3 separate regions of the Mus musculus genome follow, and all the other regions are linked to region 3. Evidence: chromatin contacts called from public promoter capture Hi-C data. All regions are on one chromosome and are shown on one strand. The core of a region is the stretch at or near the end of the contact, and the rest is flanking DNA. Distances in the headings are between cores, read along the strand shown.

The links. Capture Hi-C pulls out chosen DNA fragments and counts their contacts.
Region 1: a promoter capture Hi-C map of liver shows a contact between it and region 3, with 3 times the contacts expected there. The contact joins the promoter of 4930522L14Rik here to the promoter of Gtpbp6 in region 3. A contact is called at or near these places in 8 of 115 datasets of contacts at active chromatin or transcription factors (bone marrow-derived macrophages, craniofacial prominence, extraembryonic endoderm stem cells and 5 more) and 3 of 9 other capture datasets (adipose tissue, liver and macrophages).
Region 2: a contact with region 3 is called in a promoter capture Hi-C map of liver, with 6 times the contacts expected there. The contact joins the promoter of 5430403G16Rik here to the promoter of Gtpbp6 in region 3. A contact is called at or near these places in 1 of 39 promoter capture datasets (embryonic stem cells), 15 of 115 datasets of contacts at active chromatin or transcription factors (the 230-238 cell line, astrocytes, bone marrow-derived macrophages and 9 more) and 3 of 9 other capture datasets (adipose tissue, liver and macrophages).

Annotation. Positions count from the first base shown.
Region 1 is chr5:109,795,155-109,797,854 of GRCm38.p6, reverse strand. 4930522L14Rik (zinc finger protein 431-like) reads left to right here and starts at 1,286. Exons shown (of 3, transcript XM_011249625.2): 1 at 1,286-1,672.
Region 2 is chr5:109,689,581-109,692,444 of GRCm38.p6, reverse strand. It overlaps 5430403G16Rik (RIKEN cDNA 5430403G16 gene), which reads left to right and starts at 1,611. Exons shown (of 4, transcript NM_001378588.1): 1 at 1,611-1,709. The coding sequence starts at 1,707. It also overlaps the pseudogene Vmn2r-ps23.
Region 3 is chr5:110,106,641-110,109,493 of GRCm38.p6, reverse strand. Gtpbp6 (GTP binding protein 6 (putative)) reads left to right here and starts at 1,297. Exons shown (of 10, transcript NM_145147.5): 1 at 1,297-1,638; 2 at 2,297-2,434; 3 at 2,554-2,624; 4 at 2,711-2,841. The coding sequence starts at 1,323.

The DNA of each region.
Region 1 (2,700 bases), core at 37-2,536, 310 kb after region 3:
TAAATCCACTTTGTACATACCTAGATTCCTCCTATCAGGTCTGTTCATCTAGAGAACCTTCACTAATACAGTTCTATGTGCGAATGTGTGTTCACCTTCCCACGGAGGAAGGTGTGCTGGCTAACAGCAGTGCTCCACAGGGTTTGTCATCTGGTTCCTGTTTGTCTCCCAGGGTTCACATACCTACCAGCTGAAAACTAGCTGCACTTTACCTAAGCCCAGCGTGAAGGACTCAACCCAAGTGAAATTAGAGTATTTTCCGGTTTATTAGGGGTAGCTCTCTAGAGGATTCACTGATCCCAAGGAAGTAGAGAGTTCACTAGTCCCAAGGAGGTCAGAGAAGTTATGGGATGGGAGAATAAGGAGCAGAGGTGGCGAGAAAAAGCCAGCAAGACAAGCTGGGAGAGAAAAATGCAGGGGAGTAGGGATTGGGAGGGGAAGTGGAGGGAGAAGGAGGGAGAAAGACTGGAGAGGGAAGAAAGGGGAGAGAGATCGAGACAGAAACAGAGACACAAAGAGTACAAAATGTCTGGATTATGTAGAAAGGGCTTCTAGGAAGGGAAAGCCTGGCCGCTGGGCTGGGAGTTCAAGGTACAAGGTGGGGTCTGCCAACCTTGCCCTGTAACAGGTGGAGACTGAGGACTGCTGGGAGAACCTGGAGGCCCAGCTCTAACCTTCCCAGCCTTGAGCAGACCTTGAACATTCGCCATGACAACCCAGGACAGAGACATCTGTCTTTGTTGCAGTTGCAGGTTCTCATGGGAACTTAGCTGTTTTGGCTGCCTGCACTGACATTGCTCTACAACATACTGCAGCTGAAGAGGGGGATGGGTTTTGTAGGTTTTCCCTTTATAAACGCAAACCTTATTATTAAACTTTGAGCCTTGATCAGAACCTTTGCTTGGCTTCATTCTTCTCTCACCCCAATACCTATTCATTTCCAGTTCAGGTTTCAGGTAAACCCAGTTTGCCCATGGCAGGTGGATGGCTCCTTTGGTTTGTTAATAATATGCAGATCAGCCTCTGTTCCTGGGTCTCAATCCCAACAGCAAGAAAACAGAACTATTGTTTGCCCATGACACAATTTAATTGTTAATATTCTGGGCACCTTTTCGCTTGTGGGACAGATTGATAAATCCCCTGCAAGTTGAGTAATGGGCTATGTAAGCTCCCTACCTTGATTCAAGGAGGAAGAAGGCAAACAACCTAGTGAGTGATTGAAGCTCTGGCTGACATCAGGCCCTGGCGATCATAGGGTCACTGCCTACCTAGGGGAGGAGCAAGCAGTGGAACAATGACAGGGAAGTGGTTGGGCTTCCCTGGGGCTGCGCGGGGAGACACATGGGTTGCCTATTGGAGGATCGACACAAATACTACAGAATTGGAAAATGCTGCAGGTCTGGACTTGCAGCTTGTTGGGCTGAGAACCTCTACACGTTGTATCTTCAGCACACTCTAACCCTAAGGGAGGTGCTCCAGTCACTCAAGACTTGTTGGCCAATCAGAGTCTCTCGGCGGAACTGCAAATCAAAAGGAAGGCGGGTTTTTCCGGGTGCAGTGGCGCCTGTTTTGCTTAGTTGCTGAGCTGACTTGATTTGTCCCCTGTTCTGTGCTCTGTCCTGCCGCTGGATGCTGTTTAGGGTGTTCAGGCAAGCTCCGAAGTTGCGACATGGTGAGTACAGGGTCACTGAAAACAATGGGGAGAAACCGGGGTCTGAGCAGCGCGAGCTGCTGCGGTGGGTCTTTCCTGGGACTGCGTGGGATTCCGCGGCCACCTGTGAGGTCCCCTGTGGTCCTAGCCATTCGCGTGACCCAGCTGTAGCGTCTGAATAACTTCGCTGTGGGGGCTGCACGTGTGCAGATCATTTGGCCTGTGTGTAGAGAGATCTTTGGCGTGATCCCAAACTCAGAGAGTCCAGGACTTTCTACAAGTTCTGTTCTTAGCACTTGAGATTAAGGTGGACAATCCATTTGGAGTTCATTTTGTGGAGGTTGTAAAAGGCATCTCTTGTGCTGGGTAGCAATTCAATGTCAAGCTGTGATGTTAAAGAGTAGAATTGATGATGTAAAGGATTTAGTAAAGCTTAGGAAATAGTAAGGCACACCAAGTAGAATTTAGCTGAGGGAGGACTGCCTCACACCTCACAGATAAGTACTATGCCAGCCAGGGCAGTTAGAGGTTAGGATGCTAGGGTACACATGCTTGTTCACCAGCATTGTCTAGAATTCATAACAAAGGAAACAAACGATTCATAATCTGACACTAGGCCCATCTCCTTATCAAAGAGCAGGCCTCTAACCAGCTGCTCAGTGGGGTATTACAGGATCATAACCAACAGCAAGGCCTCTTGTGCCATAAGGTTCAGTTTTCTTCTTGAGAAAAGCATAGTTCTGCCACACTGGCTAGATGACATCTAGTGACAACCATTTGAAAACTTAAAAAAACAAAACAAAACAAAACAAAACAGAAAAACCCACAACCATTGCATTGAGTGTAGGCCTGATCCAGCAATGCTTTCCCTGAGGTCCCCATGTCTGGAGCAGGACACAGCTCCTATTGAAACTCAGGAAAATGGTTGTCAGAGCCAGTCACAGTCTGGGCCTAGTCCTTGGGAGCTTTCCCTGAGGCCCTGGGTATAGAGAGAAAACAGGGCTCCTTTACTTCGTTTTTTGTTTTTGTTTTGTAGAACATGATTTTAA
Region 2 (2,864 bases), core at 362-2,861, 420 kb after region 3:
GACTACAGCCTGTGAAATATTCCAATAAATCCACTTTGTACATACCTAGATTCCTCCTATCAGGTCTGTTCATCTAGAGAACCTTCACTAATACAGTTCTATGTGCGAATGTGTGTTCAGCTTCCCACGGAGGAAGGTGTGCTGGCTAACAGCAGTGCTCCACAGGGTTTGTCATCTGGTTCCTGTTTGTCTCCCAGGGTTCACATACCTACCAGCTGAAAACTAGCTGCACTTTACCTAAGCCCAGCGTGAAGGACTCAACTGAAGTGAAATTAGAGTATTTTCCGGTTATTAGGGGTAGCTCTCTAGAGGATTCACTGATCCCAAGGCAGCAGAGAGTTCACTGGTCCCAAGGAGGTCAGAGAAGTTATGGGATGGGAGAATAAGGAGCAGAGGTGGGGAGAAAAAGCCAGCAAGGCAAGCTGGGAGAGAAAAATGCAGGGGAGTAGGGATTGGGAGGGGAAGTGGAGGGAGAAGGAGGGAGAAAGACTGGAGAGGGAAGAAAGGGGAGAGAGATGGAGACAGAGAAACAGAGACACAAAGAGTACAAAATGTCTGGATTATATAGGAAGGGCTTCTAGGAAGGGAAAGCCTGGCCGCTGGGCTGGGAGTTCAAGGTACAAGGTGGGGTCTGTCAACCTTGCCCTGTAACAGGTGGAGACTGAGGAGTGCTGGGAGAACCTGGAGGCCCAGCTCTAACCTTCCCAGCCTTGCGCAGACTAAGCAGACCTTGAACATTCGCCATGACAACCCAGGACAGAGACATCTGTCTTTGTTGAGGTGCAGGTTCTCATGGGAACTTAGCTGTTTTGGCTGCCTGCACTGACATTGCTCTACAACATACTGCAGCTGAAGAGGGGGATGGATTTTGTAGGTTTTCCCTTTATAAACGCAAACCTTATTATTAAATTTTGAGCCTTGATCAGAACCTTTGCTTGGCTTCATTCTTCTCTCACCCCAATACCTATTCATTTCCACAGGTTTCAGGTAAACCCAGTTTGCCCATGGCAGGTGGATGGCTCCTTTGGTATGTTAATAATATGCAGATCAGCCTCTGTTCCTGGGTCTCAATCCCAACAGCAAGAATACAGAACTATTCTTTGCCCATGACACAATTTAATTGTTAATATTCTGGGCACCTTTTCGCTTGTGGGACAGATTGATAAATCCCCTGCAGGTTGAGTAATGAATGGGCTATGCAAGCTCCCTACCTTGATTTAAGGAGGAAGAAGGCAAACAACCTAGTGAGTGAGGGAAGCTCTGGCTGACATCAGGCCCTGGCGATCACAGGGTTACTGCCTACCTAGGGGAGGAGCCAGCGGCAGAGTAGTGGCAGGGGACTGATGGTTCCTCCATGGGGCTGCGCGGGGAGACAGATCGGTAGCCTATTGGAGGATCGACACAAATACTACAGAATTGGAAATCCCTGCAGGTCTGGACTTGCAGCTTGTTGGGCTGAGAACCTCTACACCGCGTACCTTCAGCACACTCTAACCCTAAGGGAGGTGCTCCAGTCACTCAAGACTTGTTGGCCAATCAGAGTCTCTCGGCGGACCTGCAAATCAAAAGGAAGGCGGGTTTTTCCGGGTGCATTGGAGCCTGTTTCGCTTAGTTGCTGAGCCTACTTGATTGGTCCCCTGTTCTGTGCTCTCCGTCCTGAGGCTGAATGCTGTTTAGGGTGCTCAGGCAAGCTCCGAAGTTGCGACATGGTGAGCACAGGGTCACTGAAAACAATGGGGAGAAGCAGCGCGAGCTGCTAGTGTGGGTCTTTCCCTGCGCTGCGTGGGAATCCGCGGCCACCTGTGAGGTCCCCTGTGGTCCTAGCCACTCGCGGGTCCCAGCTGTAGCGTCTGAATAACTTCCCCGTGGGGGCTGCATCTGTGCTGAGCATTTGGCTTGTGTGTAGAGAGATCTTTGGCGTGATCCCATACTCAGAGAGTCCAACTTTCTACAAGTTCTGTTCTTAGCACTTGAGATTAAGGTGGACAATCCATTTGGAGTTCATTTTGTGGAGGTTGTAAAAGGCATCTCTTGTGCTGGGTAGCAATTCAATGTCAAGCTGTGATGTTAAAGAGTAGAATTGATGATGTAAAGGATTTAGTAAAGCTTAGGAAATAGTAAGGCACACCAAGTAGAATTTAGCTGAGGGAGGACTGCCTCACACCTCACAGATAAGTACTATGCCAACCAGGGCAGTTAGAGGTTAGGATGCTAGGATACACATGCTTGTTCACCAGCATTGTCCAGAAATCATAACAAAGGAAACAAACGATTTATAATCTGCCACTAGGCCCATCTCCTTATCAAAGAGCAGGCCTCTAACTAGCAGCTCAATGGGGCATTACAGGATCATAACCAACAGCAAGGCCTCTTGTGCCATAAGGTTCAGTTTTCTTCTTGAGAAAAACATAGTTCTGCCACACTGGCTAGATGGCATCTAGTGACAACCATTTGAAAACTTAAAAGAACAAAACAAAAAGCCCACAACCATTGCATTGAGTGCAGGCCTGATCCAGCTACACTTTCCCTGAGGTCCCCATGTCTGGAGCAGGCCACAGCTCCTTCTGAAACCCAACAACATGCTTGGCAGAGCCATTCACAGCCTGGGCCTAGTCCTTGGGAGCTTTCCCTGAGGCCCTGGGTATAGAGAAAACAGGGCTCCTTGACTTCGTTTTTTTTTTGTTTTTTGTTTTTTTTTTTGTTTTGTAGAACATTTTCAATATTTTCAATTGTTAATATTTTTAAAAGAGAATAATTATTTTAAGATATACTTCACTGTTATATCCTCCTTTTCATTTCTGATTTTATTAATTAGGATACTGTCTCTGTGTCCTCTGGTTAGTCTGGTTTATCTAGTTGATTTT
Region 3 (2,853 bases), core at 48-2,547:
TTTTATTTCTTAAAACTCTTTTTTATTTTAAAATGTATTTGTTTATTTCATGTATATTAGTGTTGTGCCTTATATGCTTGTGCACTGTGTGCATGCTTACAGAGGCCAGGAGGGTGTTGATCCTCCTAAGACTGTTGTGAGCTCTTATGTGGGTGGTGGGAATTAAACTTGTGTCCTCTGGAAACGCACCCCTGAGCCATCTTTCTGTCACCCAAAGCAGATAATTTAAAGGAAGAATTCATTAACTTTTAAATATCTCTTGATGTTCTTGGCTTCTATACCCAAATTAGACATTTCAGCACTACTGTCTGCATCCAGGAAGATACTCATGAAGAGCCAAATATGTGAGTGCTAGGAACTGAACCCCAGTCCTCTGGAGAAGCAACCAGTGCTGTGACATCTTGAACTATTTTAATCATGACTATGTTCAGTGGAGCAGCCAGTCTCTTTACTAGTCTGAGAGACATCTCCAGCTTGGGTTTTGTTTTGTTTTGTTTGTTTGTTTTGTATCCCCTAGTTCCCTGCTTCAGGCAAGTAAGCTAAATGGATTGTCAGCAGCACACATCCCAAGGCTTGATTTGTTCCTACTTTATATGAATATGTCCCCACAACTCCACTCCAGAAAATATATAAATGACTTGAAAAAAAGATACACAGGAGAGAGAGAGAGAGAGAGAGAGAGAGAGAGAGAGAGCGCGCAGCTATCCCAGGTCACAGATATATTCCATTTAGTTCCTTCTAGTTCTTGGTACTGAACATCCTCTAGCCTACCATCTGTGACTCCATCTTCCTCTGTGTTGAGGAGAGTTTCCTGTGGCCCAAGTAAGTTTCAACAGAAACATGAATATTTGTAATTTCTTATAACTAAGCATAAAAGCTAACACATTTTATAACTTATTTGAATTCTATTTTAACATTCAGTGCTAGATTATTTCAATAGCCTATGTCCTTTATACCTAACTTTATTGTCTTCATAAAAGTTGTCATAGGCCAAACCCTGAGTTCTATTGAGTCCTGTGTTGTTCCTTTTGAAATTGCTGTGCCTACACTAACTCTATTCAGATCTTCCACCACTAGGCTTATTTTTATTTGTTTTGTTTTAGAGGCATTGTCCTTTCGGCCCCGCCCCTCGCCGCATGCGCCTTGCTGTCCTTTCTCCCTGACCCCGCCCCTATCCAAGTTTTTCGCTGCGGGTAAGCGATCTGCTCTCGATCCTCCCAGAGCCACCCTTCGCGGCACGCACATGCGCCCTGTTGTTCTTCCCGTCCCTCCCTGCTCTCCCTCCCCCGCCCCCGCAGTCTCTCGCTGCGCGCGCACGCGCCATGCTTTTTCTGCGCGCCGCCGTGCTCCCGGGGTTCTGGCTCCCGCGTGTGCGCCGCGTACAACTCGTTCGGAGCCCCGCGGTGACCCTGCCAAGTCCCGTCCGCACTGTCCACGCCGGGAGCCGGGTCTGGGGGAGCGCGTGGGCGGGGGGCGGTCCCGTCCGTGGTGGGGGCGAGGAGGACCCCCGTGAGGACGAAGAGGAAGAGGAGGATGAGCTGCTCCGCGCCCCACCCCTCCTGCCCTTGGATACACAGCGCGTTTGCGTCCTGCATCCTGACGTCAAACGCCCGGCCGGAAAAAAGCCTCGAAGCACAGGTATCGGGTAGGGCGAGAGTGGGGATTGAGCAGGGAAGCCGGAAGGGGCGAGGACCTGAAGGCCGAAACTTACTAGTGCTATACAGGAAGGCCACGGGGAATTGGGGCGGCGGTGACGCCTAGTTCTGGAAGGGGCGGAGTCACGAGAAAGGAAGGAGAAGCCGAGGGAGGAGCACTGGGGGCAGGGTACTATGATGGACATCGGGCGTACGGTAGAGAGTGTGGATAGTCTGGGATGTGCTGGGTTCGTGGCTGCTCTCCTGGTGGAGTCGGAGTCTGGCGAGCTTGCGTGCTGGGGGCGTGATCTGGCTGAGCATGTGATGGTACCTGGGCCTGCCCGATGGGTGAGGCTGCGCGTGCTCCGGGTGGGACCTTGGGGCGGGACTATCCTAAATTTGTAGGCGGAGTCTGGGGGGGGGGAACATTGGGCGCTGGGGGCGAGTCCTAGAGGTTCTGCCTTTCCCTGGTAGAGCTTTGGATCATGGCCTGGCGAGCTTCTTAGGGTTGTGATGTGAGCTGCAGGGTGGGGACATGGTGTGGGCGGGGGATGCGGACTCTGCGCGGGCGCGGTTTCATCCCAGAGCTAACCCTGTCCACCGCCGTGGTCCGAGGTCTTCCCGCTCGGCCCTTGACTGGATGGACCCTTGTGTCCTCACAGCGGAGTGGCAGGTGGCAGAGGCGGCCGCCCTGGTGCGCGCACTTCCAGGATGGTCGGTCGCGAGTACCCTGGTGGTGCCCAGCGCAGCGCCTGGCAGCAGGCTGGTGTTCGGCAAGGGCAACTTTCAGGACGTGACAGGTGAGCGGTACCTCACCTTTGGCCGCTGGGCATGCGCCTCACCTGCGCTGGTGTAGGATGGGTCAGACTGCCTCCCGTCCTCCTCCTAACCCCATGACGGGCCACTCCCTGTGCTCCAGAAAAGATCAAGGGATGCCAGGACATCACGTCCGTGTTCCTGAACGTGGAGAGGATGGCGCCACCGACCAAGGTTCCCTTGTGTCCCCCCTGATCCTCACATGACCCATGACACCATGTGACCCCTGACTGATCCCTGCGTGGCCCCCATCTCCTCAGAAGGAGCTGGAGTCCGCTTGGGGTTTGCGTGTGTTCGACAGATTCACCCTAGTTCTGCATATCTTCCGTTGTAACGCACGCACGAGGGAGGCCCGGATGCAGCTGGCGCTGGCAGAGATCCCGCTCCTCAGGTTCGCGGGTGA